2 separate regions of the Zea mays genome follow, and region 1 is linked to region 2. The links are chromatin contacts, called in public Hi-C maps. All regions are on one chromosome and are shown on one strand. Each heading gives the region's core, a stretch centred on a gene start, on an enhancer-like site or on the middle of the called end of the contact. The rest is flanking DNA. Distances are from core to core; before and after follow the strand shown. Region 1 holds the start of LOC103634857 (rhamnogalacturonan I rhamnosyltransferase 1). Region 2 holds the start of LOC103634850.

The links. A called contact is a pair of places that touch in the nucleus more often than the background predicts.
Region 1: a Hi-C map of ear shows a contact between it and region 2, with 2.4 times the contacts expected there. The contact joins the promoter of LOC103634857 here to the promoter of LOC103634850 in region 2. A contact is called at or near these places in 2 of 25 Hi-C or Micro-C datasets (ear and tassel).

Annotation. Positions count from the first base shown.
Region 1 is chr8:17,288,272-17,293,051 of Zm-B73-REFERENCE-NAM-5.0, reverse strand. It overlaps LOC103634857 (rhamnogalacturonan I rhamnosyltransferase 1), which reads right to left and starts at 3,055. Exons shown (of 7, transcript XM_020542522.1): 1 at 2,084-3,055; 2 at 1,406-1,473; 3 at 1,207-1,295; 4 at 908-1,073; 5 at 523-812; 6 at 229-433; 7 at 1-148. The coding sequence starts at 2,324. It overlaps LOC100501577 (Autophagy-related protein 18c), which reads right to left. Exons shown (of 5, transcript NM_001196268.1): 4 at 4,760-4,780; 5 at 3,717-4,182. The coding sequence ends at 4,074.
Region 2 is chr8:17,090,839-17,095,634 of Zm-B73-REFERENCE-NAM-5.0, reverse strand. It overlaps LOC103634850, which reads left to right and starts at 1,962. Exons shown (of 21, transcript XM_008657444.3): 1 at 1,962-2,168; 2 at 2,389-2,458; 3 at 2,709-2,731; 4 at 2,848-3,017; 5 at 3,146-3,253; 6 at 3,825-3,837; 7 at 3,917-4,050. The coding sequence starts at 2,417.

The sequences.
Region 1 (4,780 bases), core at 1,806-4,305, 200 kb before region 2:
CTTCAACAACCCTTGCCATATTTCCGTCATAGCTGGGAATGAAAATATCGCTCGCTAGAGAGACCATGTAATCCAGCGCTGCCATCTGGGTCGAATGGTTCTGGAACGGCCGCAGTTCATCAGGAGATAGAATCTTCTCCTTCCTTACCTGATATAGAATAGAGCTGAGCAAGTAAGCATCCGAGTAAACGGTCTCCAGAATTATTTAGATGATAGAAATGTGCTCACTAGTTTAGGGTACGCAGCCTTGAGCACTGCCAAGCGCCTTTCGCCGCCATAGATCTCACCAGAAGCAATGTAGATCAGCGTGTCCTTTGTGAACCCTAGAGCTTTAAGCACTAGAGTAATCTCCTCTGGCGTGAGGGGGCAAAGTCCCTGAAGCCTCTTCGCTTCAGAACCAATCTCTTTTTCTTTCCACCATGGATAAGCATATCTATAGCACAAACATGATCAGTTTATACCCAGCGAAGCGTCGAAGTAGCGCAAAGAGTTGAGTAGTGTGTAACGGTGAAAGACACAGACCTCATTCTAGTGAGCTCCTCAGCTTCTTCAGTAGAGCAGCCATGCGTGCAGCCTGAAAAGGAGAGCATGTCCATCTCATAGCGCAGGTGAAGCACAACGAATTGCCCGCTTCTCTGGAGAGTGGAGATAAGCTGTCTGCCAAGGGCCTCAATCTGTGGGGTGAATCTCAAAGCATCGAAGTTTACACGGCAACGCAGCATCTGGAGCTGAACTGGAAGGCCGTTGTTTGCAAGGCGGGCGTCTGATTTATCGAAATGGATTACTTTGTGCTTCCTTGCAAGAGGTAGTATCTACAAAATATGTGCTTTCAGACCACTTGACATCACTCTGTCGATGTGCTGCTAAATGCAGCCTGCGCTTTGTGGTACGAAAGATCAAAGGTTACCCGCTTTAGGTAGTATGTTTCATTCGACCAGCTGACAGGAGACATGGAGTACAGTCTCTTCTTAGTTCTTATTAACTGGAGTTTCAAAGGCAGCTCTTTAACTATCATCAGCTCATCTCTCAAGGAATTAATGAAGTGGTCCACGTCAAAAATATCTCCAAAATCACTGCAAGAATCAAAACAAACGAACTAATACGCAAGGAGCAGAAAACAAAAGAACTAATACCCAGAGGTTTCCTGAAGGAAAAGGTAACCGGCCCATTGGACACGTGAAACATTGAGCTCGTGAGGAGTCATACCTTGGGTCAGCCCAAAACGACCTTTTGTCCAATTCAGGGACCACAAGCGTTAGATTTAGATGGCGTGCTATAGTAACCATATCGCATATCTGCAGCACACCATTTCTTACAAACTTGAGACAGAATGAGGAAGGAACAGCGGCACTGGTTAGCAGAAATGAAACCAGGTGACAAACCAGCAAGAAGCTGAGGTACGAACCCCGGCTCGCATTTGGTTGAGGCCACCATTGCAAGTCACTCGTAGATAGCCGTTGCTCTTGTAAATTCCTGTAGGGGGGGTATCAGGGAAACCCAATCAGCTCTAGCGCCGACAGGAACAGGAACAAGGACGGCTGAGACAACAAGATACGCTAACTGGCATCGATCCTGATCACCACGTGTCTGAAGGAACTGAACAACGCTCGGCCTTCAGCATACAGAACGAAGGAGTCCCCCCTGATCACTAGTACTAAATGCTATGAACAACAGTGGTTCTACTAAGCATCGGAATGAGCTCTAGATGTGTTTGGATGGAAGGACGAGGAAGGACGAAGAGGGATGAGATGGAATCATTTTAACTTGACCCGCGTTTGGTTTAGAGATCCAGACTCAGGATCAAGGAATATTGTTCAAAAATGGTGGATGAGGTCATCCCTCAAAAAATAAGGGACGGGTCAGCCCAGACTTGATCCCGTCCCATCCCTCGTTGACACCGAACCAAACGCTACCTAAATGTAGCGTATGGAAGATAGGGATGAAGGCCTGAAGCCACATTTTTTTTGCCAAGCTCACAACAACGTCCCCTTTTTGACCTACTATGTATATCACTTGCCAAATCGGGGAGGGGGGCGAGCTTCCCCCCTAGATCGCCGCTACGAAGGAAGGCGAGGCCACTCACTCTTGGGCACGAGCGCCGGCGGCGACAGCCTCGCGGCGGCGCTGTCCTCGCCGGCGAGAGCGGCGAGCCCGGCCGCGGCGCCGCCGCCGCCTTTCCCGCCGCAGTCGGCGACGACCCGCGGGCGGAACAGCCCGGCGATGGAGGCGACCTGCACGACCGCGGTCCACACGACGGCGCTGGCCACCGCCCGCATGGCCCACCGCCACGCCCGCTTCCGCCGCACACCGCCGACGGCCACCATCCCTGGCGGCCGCGGCCTCCACCTACCTACCACCCAATCAGTACCGCCTCCCTGGCTGCTACTGCTGCCGCTGCTGCTACCTACCAGCAGGAGGATGAGGAACACGACGAGTGGGAGGGGGAGACGATGGAAAGGGGAGGGAGAGCGGCCGAGCAGAGACAGTGGGAAGGGTCGGTCGGGGGAGGGGTGTTTATGCGAAGGGAGGCCGGAGGTGGCTGCGTGCGTCGGCACGCACGGGCACGGCGCTGGGCATTTGGCTCATGCACTCCGCCTCATGGACATGGTGGGTGCCTGGGTGGTAAGTCGAAAGTCGTAAACAACGCCCTCAACACACGGCGATTAATAATCAGCTAAATTTATCAGAAACGCCCTCAAACACGCCCTCAGAAGCTTCGGAAACTCTGCACATGTCGAATTATACAGCAGTACATGTCAACGACTGTACTGAAGAAGAGAAGCAAGACAAAGGCGCCGGAGACGTGGGCCAAGAGGTGCATCAGGAAGACCACACGTCTGGGCCGAGCAGAGAACAACCCAGGAGAAGTCATCGAGTACCGCGGCCCAACAAACGTTTCACAGGTGATGAATGATGTATATGAGAGAGGGCCCATGGGGCAGTGAGAAAGGCAACCTATAAATAACCCTGGCGATTGTGCGGTGAGGAGGGCAGACTATAGACGAACTCTGAAACCGGCTGCGTCCGGAGACTGGCTGTGCGCCGTCGTGTAAAGAACTCATAGCTACCTACAATACTGAGGGCTTCGAGAGAGGCGACGGGTGCCGGGAGCGGTGCCCAACTCACCCCCAAATTGGTGGTCTTACAGTACATAGCTTGTCCCGTAATCCTCCCGTCGATCTTCTAGGATGTGATGCGAGGTTACATTTGCAAGTCACTGTCCCAGTCAGTTCCTTCAGATACGTTTAGTTGCAATGATAGAACAGGACAGAGTGGGACAATCACTCAAATAAAATTGTTTGGTTTAGAGTCAGAAAGTTAGAATAGAACTATCTCAGTGTTTTCCAATTATCTCTCAAAATTAGAGGGACGTCACTGTCGTATCTATCCAGGACCAATCCAGGACCAATCGCACCCTTAACCGTAGCTTATGGTACTTGCTCTGCTATCCTGAAAACTATGACAAAACGTTTGCCCGTGGACCGTGCGTGCCGGCGAGCTCGGGCGTCCGTGGACGCAACCGCTGGAGGTGGACGAAGTGCTTTTCCCACCCTTTCCCAAATCTCGTTGAAAAATAAGTAAATAAGAAAGCCCGCGAAGACAATCTTAAAGGATCATTATTGCTAACAGGAACAAAAAAAAAGAGTAAGCATATAAGAAGGCCCTTCATGCAATCAGCAACGCAATCGCACAACATGCAGAAAGAACATTGAGGTAGTGCGTAACAGTCATCAGCATCAACAAGCCACCGGCAAGAACAGGTCTGAGATTCGCTACACGGCCTTGCAGGCACCACAAAGCCACACGGTCAAATATCACGTTACTGAATCTTTTATGTCATGTTCTGTACCAGCAATGGGTGTGTGTTCTCGTTTGAAGATAGAAGAGGGAACGGCAAAGAAATGCCTGCAATTTGGACGGGGCGCCGATCCGAACGTTGGAATCCTGTAGGCTTCGATCCAACAGCCAGCTCTCCTTATTCCGGCTGCCTATAACTTCGCCGGCGAGAAGGCGATATGTACAGTGGACCTTCGACATTTACATGGTGGGATGGATGATCCTTGTGCTGCAGGTCAAGCGGCTGCAGTCCTGAAAGGTGGGCTGTCGGACTTGAGAAACCGGAAATGTTCCCTCTGCAACATCTGCCCTCCATTCGCTTGGTCAAAGCTGCACCTGTAGAAGCTGGAGAGGGGAACGTGGTTATATATTGAAACAAGCCATGCTTGGAAGTTGGTGGGGCAATCGCTAGATAGGAACAGAATCGTCTAAATCAACCCTACAAATAACTGAATAGAAACTATTCCAAAAATAAATCTTCAAAATCAAACTGTTCTACACTTCTAGGCATGACACAAACTGTTGTTGTTTCCACTGGCTGATGTATTTTTCATACCTATAAATAACAGGCTACTGATGTGGCGTTCTGAAATGAAACTACCACATGACTCAATAAGGACACCTGGTCAATGGACATCGCCACATCGGTGGTCCAAAGGATAGATGAATAGCAAGGGCTCCAGTATGACTCCAGTGGCTCAAACAGGACATGATAATGAGGATGACAAGGCCAATAATGTCTTGATCCAAAACAGAGAAGGTACCACAATTTATATTCCATTCATGGTTCATCTTGCAAGGTACCACAAAACAGAGAAGGTGGGAAAAAGATTTGCTCAAACCAGCACTGAAGTCTACATATTCCATTTTTTTCCTAAAATCTTGAAATTTATTATAAAATTTAATTCACTAAGGTAAGTACCTGCCATCCAGGCCAACCATC
Region 2 (4,796 bases), core at 713-3,212:
GTACAGTACACAAGGTCGTTCTGTTCAAACTCGGAAGTGGCAAATGCTGCTTCCTGGTGGCTGGTTGAGTTATTCGTTTGTGTACATTTAAGGGGGTGTGTAAAGATTGGGTGGAATAATCGGTTGATAGGCAGCTCGAGGAAATTTTGTAGGCAGCTGGTACCGGCAATATGCTTTGTAGCACGACATCATGATCAAACAGGTCACTAAGAAGAGTGCAGTGCCATTTATATCATTGTATGTATAAAATGTGCACAGAACGTTGCTTTTCGCGCACAAAAACTTTGTTCCTCCTGAGTCACTGAAGTGTTTCTTGCCATTGTGTCAACTATCGAAGTGTTTCTTGCCGTGCCGTATTGTCAAATATTCAGTTTAGCCTCGTTCGCTTTATCAGGTAGTAAGGCGGCCCTGTTTGAATCTGTGTTTGAATCTCACGGGATAAACTTTAGTTTTTTACTGAACAATTTAGCCATATGAATTCAATTGCTAAAGTTTAGCTCTTTGGAGTGTTTGTACTACTCTAATAAAGTTTAGCATATTAGAATAAAAAGACACACATGCCCCTAATGCGGAGACAGAGAGAACGGGGTTGGAGGGTATGTGGTGGAAAATAGGGTTCTCTGGCCTACGTTTAACTCCTTTTAGCACCCATTGAGCAGCTTATGTGATAATAGGTGCTAAATTTTATCACAACACCATTAGACCTCCTGTTTAGATCATCAAATGACTAAAAGTAGCTAAAAAGCTGCTAAAGTTTATCTCGTGGAATTGAAACAGAGCCTAAGCCATTTTTGTCAGCAGTAGTGTCTTAGTGACTGCATAACTTAGATATTTTCATTTATGCGGTTCGTCCGTGATATATCGATATAATTAATGAGCACCCTAACCCTACAATATATTAACCCTACAATATATTAGCATTTTTAGAAGTCTTTACAATATATTAGCAAATGCAAGAAAAAAATTAAGAGCCTGTATTGGAACACGTTATTTTCTTAGGGTATATTTGGGAACACAATATTTTCTTAGTTCCAAGACAATAATATGTTATTTGATCATACCATGGTATTTTATACCAAAAATTGTTTGGGAACATATACAATAATTTTGTATTTTAAATCATGATTTTGACAATACTATGGTCGTGGTATTTTTTAGGGTCAGGCCAAATTTTTTTTTGCTTGCACGTAGCTATAGTCTTCTCTTCTCCAAACAAGTCTTGGATTGGACTGATATAAATATACCATAGTTATATCATAACATCAATTAAAAACTATAGTATTATAAATTGTTGTTTTGAGAAATAAAGTTCTCAAACAAGCCCTAAAAAGCCAAGAAACAGTGAAAAAGGCCCGCCTAATATGAGCCAAAGCCCACATAGCAGGTTAGGTACTTGAACTGGACCCGAGGCCAGTGAAAACCCTATCCAGATCGAATCAGCCCGATACCCGGCCCAATCTAACGGATGGGTTACCCTTGCCCGCCCGCCCGCTGACCCAGCTCGATGTCCTAAGGCTCTCTTCAGCTTCTTTTAAAGGGTAAAGGGTAGATGGATGATAATTCTGCATGTTTTTGTTCTGCTCTTTATGTTACATTCAACGACTTCTCCATACTTCACGCTTGTATTTGTTGGGGGACAAACAGTAGGTGGCTACTTTTGCCTCTCTTTTCTTATTTTCTTGCTTCTTGGCTGCAATACCAGTCTCCCTCTACCTATCCAACTCCATGTTTAAGAAAGTATTGTCAATGTAAATTGTCTGTTTTCACCCTAACATATTGTCACAAAACATTGTAATCGTTGTGAACTAACATTTTATCAAATAATTGACATGCCGTAGCAACGCACGGGCACTATACTAGTTATATTTTAAGGTAATAAGGAAAAAACAAAAACAAAGAAAATCTCAAAGTCCGCGAAGGCAAATGTGTTTTGGACGACTGGGCCTCGACAACCCACCGCATCATAGCCAAAGCAGCATTCAGGCCTGCTCCAGGCCCCCGGCAAATTTGTACAGGACCGGACTGCGATCGGCACTGCCTTCTCTTCTCGCTTTGACCCTTTCACTCTGCGCGCGCTATCTCTCTAGTGGCGTCGTGGGCGACTGCCGCGCCTCCGTCAGGTGCCGAGGTCTTCGTCGGGCCTTTCGCCGGCGACGAGCACCTACCAGGTATGCCCATCCCTTATTTTTTCCTTCACGCTGCGCAAAACCTAGCACCCTAACCCTAACTTAAGCTATTTGGCTATTTGCGTATGCTTAGATTTTATTTTCAAAAGTTATCGGACTTACATTTGTGGCTGCGTACAATCATGCCCTTTACTGGGTCTGCCCCTGAGTCCCTGACTTTTGGATCATTTAACCGCTGAATTTTCGCGTTCTGATTTTGCAGTTGTGGGATTTCTCACCGCTTGCTCGCGATGCTGCAATGGACGGGTGGTTCGAGGAGGAAGGTGTACGCCGTGAGTATCCACATTTCTACCTTAAATCGGTATTGTACTTCACGGTTCACGACATTTAATTTGTGTAAACAGTATGATTTCGACTGTTTTGTGCTTCAATTTTGTAACTGCTATTGATGGTTGGCATTCAAACTCTAGAATGGTCACTACGCGTATCTGTCTTTTAACAACCTGTAACGTGCTGTTAACATTTGTTTATGTTTGTGTCGCTTTCCGTTCTGCTTGTTTGGCCTGGTTCTGAAATGAGCAGTCCAGGAAGTCAACACAGAGCAGGTAATATTGGTAGTTTCACTGATTTCAGTCAGTAAAAGTTCATACTGTGGTGTTACTCATTTTTTCCCACATCGATGGAACTGATCATCGTGCTTGATCAAACAAATGTGTGGCAGGCAAAGGCAGTACTTCGAACAAAAGCGACGGCAACAGCAGCAGCCAGAGCTGCAGTACCAGGATGATGTGGCAGGAGGTCAAGCATCACAAAATCAACAACGTCGTTCACTTGATGTTCTGAACATCAATGATCTGGCTACTCCAAATAATCATCATAGTGGATCCACAAGCAAGTTTCCTATATCTATTTTCTGTGGTTCATCGCTTTACCTTTCTAGCATAATGTCTGGTTAAGCAGAACTTTACTCTTTAGTCTTGACAGATTTTTTTGATATAATTGTTTTGTTACCATGTCAGATACAGATGGTGCCATTTCACAAGTGGATTGCATTCTTTCAGATGCTTCTCCTAAAGAGGCGATAAAGAATATCACTTCTTTATGCAATATCAACATGAAGGAAGCAGGTGAGGGTGCCATTTCTGTACAAACAGTCAAGTAAACTGATTAAGAATAAACTACTTTCTTGTGCATGCAGTATTTCAAATTTTCAACATAGGCACATTGGCAACAACTTGTGCATCCATAAAATTAACAGACTAGGAATTCCTTCGGTCCCTCCAGTCACTTCTACATGTTGAATAGGAACCTGTTGTGGTTTTCAGAGAGTATTTTCTTTAACAAAGTGGCAGGAGTTCTGCCTTTCAATTAAGAAAAGAGTACATGTACAAGGTAGTTCTCAATAATTGCTTCTATCTCTGTATTTGACATGGTACCAAAAGGTACTAAAAATGTTGTTGAACTGATTTTTCCAAAATAGTTCATATCCTAAGTTTTAAAAGGTTGGCTGGACAATTTATAGGATGACATCTAATTTGTACTGGAGGTAGTTGTAGATATATGTCTTCCTCTGTTGAATATTTGGCTGCTAAAAGGAAAATGAACTTTTATGGTAATATTAGTTTGTGAAGTGTGTAACAAGCCCTTTCCTTACATTAAAGTTTTATCATAAATTATTAATTCTCTTATATTATGCAGGTTCTCAGCCAAGGTCAGTATATCCACACAGTATGGTGAGAGTGTGCCTGCATTTGGCCTGTTTTATGAATGCCAGTATTGTGGATTGGCAGATTGTCTTCACCCTTTGGTCATCAAGATGTTGCAGAACCTGTTAATCGTCATGAAGATCCTCTTGGTTGTAAAGTGTCTTCATCCATAAACTGTAGCACCAGGCAGAAAAATCAAAATCTGGAACTCCAAAGTGGTGATGTTTCCTTCACTATTACAAAGCATCTGTATCGTTCCTACTGATTGAATTACTTCTCTAGTCTGTTCAACTATTTGAATCAAATGTCCATCCATTCTGAAGTGCATCACATTTAGTAGGACATTGACATGGTCCACGAGACAACACTTTTATTAGGAATTCTATAAGAATATGAATCTTCAAAAAATGTTGATTATATATTATAAAATCAGTTTCCATGATGAATCTATTGTGCGCCATAATCCTCAACAACAACAACAAAGTCCTTTATCCCAAGCAAGTTGAGGTAGACTAGAGATAAAACCCAATAGAACCCACAATCAAGGTTCAGGGCTTCAGTCACATGGATAGCTGTTTTTCATGCACTTCTATTAAAGGCTAAATCTTTGGGTATATCCTATCCATTCAAGTCTCCTTTTACTACTTTTTTCCATGTCAACTTCGGTCTTCCTCTTACCATTACTACGCGCCTTAGGATCCCACTATGCACTAGCGTCTTTGAAGGTCTTCATCGGACATGTACAAACCATCTCAACTGATGTTGGACAAACTTTTCTTTAATTGGTGCTACCCGAGCGGCCTAGCCTATCATGTATATTGTGGACTCGATCCCTTCATGTATGCCCACAAATCCAAACAACATACATATTTCCACAACACATATCTACTGACTATGTCGTCTTTTTGTAGGCTAACATTCTGCACCATACAACTTAGCAGGTCTAATCTTCGTCCTATAAAAT